2 separate regions of the Sus scrofa genome follow, and region 2 is linked to region 1. A link is a contact called in public HiChIP or PLAC-seq data. All regions are on one chromosome and are shown on one strand. Each heading gives the region's core, a stretch centred on a gene start, on an enhancer-like site or on the middle of the called end of the contact. The rest is flanking DNA. Distances are from core to core; before and after follow the strand shown. Region 1 holds the start of SSPN (sarcospan). Region 2 holds the start of BHLHE41 (class E basic helix-loop-helix protein 41).

Evidence for each region. HiChIP or PLAC-seq counts read pairs in DNA pulled down with a chosen protein or histone mark.
Region 2: an H3K27ac HiChIP or PLAC-seq map of alveolar macrophages shows a contact between it and region 1. The contact joins the promoter of BHLHE41 here to the promoter of SSPN in region 1. A contact is called at or near these places in 1 of 5 promoter capture datasets (liver), 12 of 47 Hi-C or Micro-C datasets (brain, embryonic fibroblasts, fetal heart ventricle and 8 more) and 2 of 2 datasets of contacts at active chromatin or transcription factors (alveolar macrophages and skeletal muscle).

What each region holds. Positions count from the first base shown.
Region 1 is chr5:47,607,621-47,610,833 of Sscrofa11.1, forward strand. It overlaps SSPN (sarcospan), which reads right to left and starts at 1,710. Exons shown (of 3, transcript XM_003126415.4): 1 at 1,354-1,710. The coding sequence starts at 1,632.
Region 2 is chr5:47,686,083-47,689,307 of Sscrofa11.1, forward strand. It overlaps BHLHE41 (class E basic helix-loop-helix protein 41), which reads left to right and starts at 1,580. Exons shown (of 5, transcript XM_003355541.4): 1 at 1,580-2,279; 2 at 2,424-2,487; 3 at 2,816-2,923. The coding sequence starts at 2,218.

The DNA of each region.
Region 1 (3,213 bases), core at 460-2,959:
GGGGGATTCTTCGTACACAAATTAAAAGTTTTAAATTACTCTGCAAGAATTTGTGAGCTCAAATACTCTTAATTAGAAAATACCTGCATCGATGCATATTTAATCAGGTTTTTTAACACCTGTCCCCGATGCACAATTATTTTGAGGGTTGTTTTATGAGTTCTAGTTTGTGTGGTCAGTGATAGCAGTAATGAAGCCATATGAGACTAGGAGCCAGAGGGTCCATTCAGGTCTCCCTCGGCTTTGCCACTTTTCACCTCTGGGCTTTGAGAATGTCATTTAACTTCCCGTAGCTTGTTTCCTCCTGTCCACAGATAACAGTTCCCTCCTCAAAGTGTTGTTTCATGAATCCAATGAAATAGTGCACATGAAAGAGAATTTTGTAAGCCTGGGGCGCTATCATATTAAAATCGCAAACAAATCTGGTAGCAATGCGGCTCAATGAGGAAAATACAGATGGAGCCTGCTGCAAAAAGGAATCAACTTCTCTGATTTGCCACCTCACGACCCGGGGTGAGTCTGCCCTTGGTTCTCTCATTTGGGAAATCAAAGGATAATAACTACTCCATAAGGCTGCTGTGGAGATTACAAAACAGATACGTAAGGTGTCCAGCAGGACAGGCCCACAGTAGGTGCTCAATAAATGGCACCCATTTCACATCAGAGAATCCATGCAATTAAGGCAAGTATGCTGTGTCCCAACATGCACGCACAACAGCTGAATCGTGCTCTGCTTAGAACAGTACATCCGTTAGCAGAGTCCCAAATAGACTCCCGCCAGGGCCAGCGCCCCGGGCTTATCCCACTTTAGACTCCAGTGGATTAAGGCAGTACTTGCTGTATTTGCATTTCCTGCCTTCGACCACTGTTTTAATAAAAACTTACTAATGGAACCTCAGACTTAAAAAAATCGAATCGATTCTACCCGATGTGGCCCCTCCAAGTACAGGCTTTTTTCCTAACTTGCTTTTACAGGAAGAACTTATTCACTTTTTCGCCACTTCTGTAGGGACGAGGTGGGGTCTGGAGAAGAAAAACGCCAGAAGTGAATCTGCTGTTGTTACCGGGGCTGTTCAATGTGATCAAAATAAGCAGCCTGTGCCTCGCCTCCCCAGCTCCAGCGCGTGAGGCTCAGGCCTGTCGGAGGTGTTGAGAGCGACAAGCAGGACAAGGGCAAGAGCTCCGCCGCCCTGGGCGGACCCGGGGCGGCGGGCATCGGTCACTAAGCGGAGCGCGAGTTAGAGGCGTGGAGCCGGGGAAGGGCGCATGCAGGTGGGTTAGTGGTAACTCGACCATGCGGCGTGGCATTCCTGTGTGGCAAACGCGCTCAGGCAAAACAGACTCGATGCTTACAATGATCCCAGCCCAAAATGGAGTGTCTCTGACTAGCAGGGAGGAGCTGATGCCGGCCATGAGAAAGCCCACCACGGTCACGGCGATGCCCAGGGCCAGCTGCAGCAGCGCCAGCAGCAGCGGGAACCGGCAGCCGCAGCACGTCCGGGCCTCCTCCTCCCCGCACTCCTTGGGGGCCCCCGCGCCCCTCTTCGGCCCCATGTCGTCGGGCTCGGCGGCGTCAGCGGCCGGCGGCCCCCCTTGGCTCCGCGCGCCTCGGCCGGGCAGCTCCCTGCCCATGGCGGCTGCGGGGGCGGCGGCGAGGGCGGCGCGGGGCGGGCCGCGCCAGCACTGCTCGGCGAGTTACGGAGGCTGAACAAATATGGAAAACATTTGGAGGGACTCGCCGAGCCTCTGAAGGCCACGGGGACCCGCGGCGGAGGGGGAGTCGAGGGGGGTCATCAACTGCCAACCCGCCGGGCGGGACGCAGCGCCTGCCTGGCCGGGCGGGGTTGCCCGGTGCCTCCTAAACCCGACGCGCTTTAGGCAGGCTGCGGGTGCCCGCGCCTGTATGTGCGCATATGCGTGTGTGCGCGTCTGTGTGTGTTATTTTCCTCACTCCAAACCCCAGGATTTTTTCGGGTTTGTTTTCGTTTTGGGAGAGGTGCAATCCAAGGTGATGAATGTTTAAATCATTTAATTAACAGACAGTTGAATCCAAAAGAGGCGTTGCTAGGCTCCGAGCTGTGAAGTTGTTTCCAAAAGTTAAATTGTTCTCGGTTTTCCAACCAAGGCGTGGGCTCTTCTCTTAAATTCTGCAACCCAGTTGACAAATCAAGGTATTTTTCCCAGTGAAGTATTTGCTTTTGAAATAACTGTTTATAGAGACACTGGGCCAATTGTGAACTCTCTCACGTGTATTTCTTTTTCAAAGCTCTCTTAATAGTCTATACAGTCTCCAGCCTGGCCTTGGCTGATCACAACAGTGCCTCTGGGGATTGTTTTACACCTTAGACATGTACAATTTAACTCAGTCCACTTTCGAGATATTTTTAAAGCACCTACAATGTGCTAGAAAATAAGGATGCCCGAGGTAGATTTGGTTCCTGTCTAATGTCCCCGAACAAATCAATAAAAGCGATTATTCTTATTCCCACATACCTCTCCTCAGTAGCACTTAAAGCAATTTCAGTGAAACCACTAAGAAATGATCCCATTACTTTGGAGTATTTATATCTACTTTGGTATGGTCATTTGAGCATTGAGAAAGCTGTATTAAAAAATAAATGATGTCACCAAGATGTTAGGATAAAGCTTCCTCCTAGATTGTTTGCTATCAGCTAATTTAAAGAAAATCTAACTCCCTGCTTCGTCTCCACAGAATTAGAAACTAATCATCATCAATTCTCTTTGTAAACTGCCAAGTCCCCAAAAAGTTACCTCTGAAGGCCTGAAATATATTCTTTTTTTTTTCTTTTCTTTAATGAACTTCAGTGTGTTCTTTATACCTTTCTTCTGGATCAGTGAAAAAATGTGGTCCATGAAACAAATGCAGTAGCTTAAAAAGGAGAAACCAAACCACACATCCCAGTGTCCACCTAGAAGCAGTAGAAGCAGCGCTCACTCTCACAAGAGGAGCAGAGGGGCAGAGATAAGGTCATTGTCAGCTTTAAGGCCATTTCACCATTAGGATTTCTAGTGAGAACAGACAAAAGCTGATGTTACACCAAGGTACCCATGTGACTTGTGTCTGACTGAGAACAGCAGAAAAGACAAAGGAGAACAGTACTTGGTTTTTCTACATAAACCTAGAAAACATTTTTAGGAAACTAACTGACTACATGGAATTAATTATTTGTTCTTATAAATAATAGTTACTAG
Region 2 (3,225 bases), core at 330-2,829, 78 kb after region 1:
AAACAGAGAAGCTGGATCTAGGTATAAAATAAAATCAGTATTTCAAAAATACTTTTTTCTTTTTAAGTATGATCATTATTGAATTGCTTATTTGGTGCAAAATACGTCTCCCCATTGGAGAAAGTCGAGGGACCTTAAACGGCCCTCTGAGAGGACAGACCGCGAGCGTCTCCTCACGCTGGGGTGAGCTTGGGCCGCCGCCGCCGCCGCCGGAGTCACGAAGCCAGACGCCGCGCGTCTCCGCCCAGGACTCGGGAGACTGCAGCAGCGCGGCCGCGGCCCCGGCGGCTCCTGGAGGCGGGGAAGAGGCACGACTCCCGCAGACACGTGACCTCCTTCCAGCCGCCGCTTCCCGCGACCCAGATCCGTCCCCGGAACCCGCGCTCGGCGGGGCGGGCCGGGGGACACGTAGCGACGGCCCCAAGTCCCTGCTGCGCCCGGGTTCGCGTGCATTCGGCGTACTTCTCGCCTTGGTTCACGTGCCAGTGGCAGTAATGACTATTTCGGGGATCACCCAGGAGAATGCAGGCAGGAAAGACTTTTGGTTTGATATCTATGTAGATAGATAGATAGATAGATAGATAGATAGATAGATAGATAGATAGATAGATAGATAGATAGATAGATAGATAGGAGAGAGATTAATATATATTCTCCCTATCCCCTCCTGGCAGACCCAGTGGGGGCAATGGGCCCGGAGACCTGGGAATCCCGCAGGACGCGCTTTCCCTCGGTCTCCGATGTCCCTTGCGGCCCGCTGCGCCAGGCACCAGGGGCAGTGCGCAACTGCGGGCACCTCCCGGTAACTCTCACTAGCAGTGAGTCATGCTCCGGGGATGGCTCTGGGGAAAGGTAGCCCGGTTCGAGGTGGCCTGTGCTTTCCCCGAGCGGGGCACCGAGGCTGCAGGGCAAGCGCGCGCACGCGCACACGCGCGCGCGGGTTCCCCGTGCAGTGATGTGGCAGCAGCGGCAGGTCGGATCACGTTGCTGGCCCTGTGCTGGTACCCGTTTGAGACAGGATTAAGGAGGGAGGCTTTGGAGGTACCAGCGGTAGTAAACGTGGGCTCTGCACACTCCCGGCGTCTCTTATCACACGAAGGGGGAGGGGCGGGGAAAGTGCGCAGCGCCACCCGAGGCGCAGAGGGGCGGCGGGGCTTAGCGGGCGATTGGTAATGCTGCATTGCTTTTTCGCGGGAGCCCCTCTCTTGCCACCCCATCCTATTCCCCTCCCTCCCCGCCGCGTTCCTGAGGGAGCTCCTGAGAACCCAAACGTCGTCATCTGTGGCTGTGATTAGTGGCACCGCAATTCCGGCTGCTGCGGGAAGTTTGGACACTGTGGGGCAGAAAGACACTTGGATTGCGACATTCTGACCCAGTGGCTACATTTTCACTTATCTTAAATCTCTCGGGGAGCAGATTTCATGTTGTCCCTTTTGGGGGCAACCTCCAATCAGGTCTAGGGGTCCCCCCAGGCCACTGAGCGTAAGCAAACAAGTCTCCAAATTGTCCTTCGGGACTGAAGTTGACCCATCGCGAATTCTCTTTCTCTTTCCTTTCTCTGGTCCAAACCAACAGCACAGTCTGTGGAAAAGTAAAAAGCCACGTTCACGTTCCTATCCGTAAGGACAGACGGATTGAAGGAGTCGCACTTCCCAGCGGAGGAAGCCCAAGCTGCCCCGCACCCCCGGGCGCCCCCTCCCACTCCCCCAGCTGACTGCGCTGCCTTGGGGAAGCTTAATAGCCTGGCTGAAGTTGTTTTTCCTTTCCGGTGGCCCTGATCAGGTGTCCCCGCCCCCTCCCGCCGTCCGCCTTCCCTAGCAGCCTTCTCCCGACGCCCCCTCCTGGCCCGGCCCCTCCTCCCCCGCCCCCCTCCGGGCTGGACCGCGGATGGTACGTTCCGCACGTGAGCTGGGTGCTGGTCTGGCCGGCGACGCGCGTGCCCTGTGGCCAAACACTGCCCGGAGTGAGAGCAAACTACCAGCGCAGTGGAGCCAGCGCGAGTGTGCGTGCGTGTGTGTGCGTGTGTGTGCGAGAGAGCGAGCGCGGAGGGAGGGGGGGACCAACTGCTTCACACTTTCAACACTGCACTGAAGAGGGAGAGAGAGAGAGAGACTGGAGACGTACAGATTCCCCCCAGGATCTCCCAGGGCTACCGTCCCACAGATTATAGAACAGAACCCCAAAAATCGAAACAGAGGAAACGGACAGCGATTGAACATGGACGAAGGAATTCCTCATTTGCAAGAAAGACAGTTACTGGAACATAGAGATTTTATAGGGTAAGGTGCACGCACCCTTGCGAATATCTGTCTAGGCTTCAGTTTGATTTTTTTTTTTTTTTTTCTTCTCCAGAAAGTGGTATGGAGCGGGGAGGGCAGAGCCCCTCTCGGAATGGGTTCCTGATGCTGATTTCTATTTTGCAGACTGGATTATTCCTCTTTGTATATGTGTAAGCCCAAAAGGAGCATGAAGCGAGACGATAGCAAGGTAAGTGTAAGTTTCCGACGTTCCTCTTAACCTGCCTGGATAGTTAATTAGGGCCATTGATTTAACAGGGAAGTCTGCCCGCAAATATATTACAGATCTTGAGCTTCCCCAACTGAATTTTAAGTGGTTTGCTGGATACTCTCAGGGGGAGTTTAAACATCATACCTGAATTTAAATTGCATTTCAGAACAGTCCAGAGGAAAGAGGTTTCTTGGGCATAGTTTCTCACATAGTATGTTTTGGGGGGAGGATGGCAGGGTATTGTTAAATCCAGTGAATGAATGTTTAGTTTATTGTTTTCTCTCTTCCATGACTCTCATGTATTAAGGATACCTACAAATTACCGCACAGATTAATAGAAAAGAAAAGAAGAGACCGAATTAATGAATGCATTGCTCAGCTGAAAGACTTACTGCCTGAACATCTAAAGTTGACAGTAAGATGCACATTTTTATTCTTTGCTGCTCTCCAAGGGTGTGTTAATAGCCTGGTACTAGTCCCAGGGTTATAAGAATAAAATGTAAATATCACATGCCTTACAACTTGTGCTATAGTGGAGAGTTTCCTGCAAACTCAAGAGTAGGTGTTCACAACTGATTTCTTAATCATTTATAACCTGTATTGTTGAAGCTCAAGAAGTATAGGAATGGTACTTCTTTCAAAGTGCTTGCTTAAGTTGCTGAGCTGAATGGAAAGCCAGTCATGCCAAATGTGTTTTTAAGTAACCAAGTGCCCCCG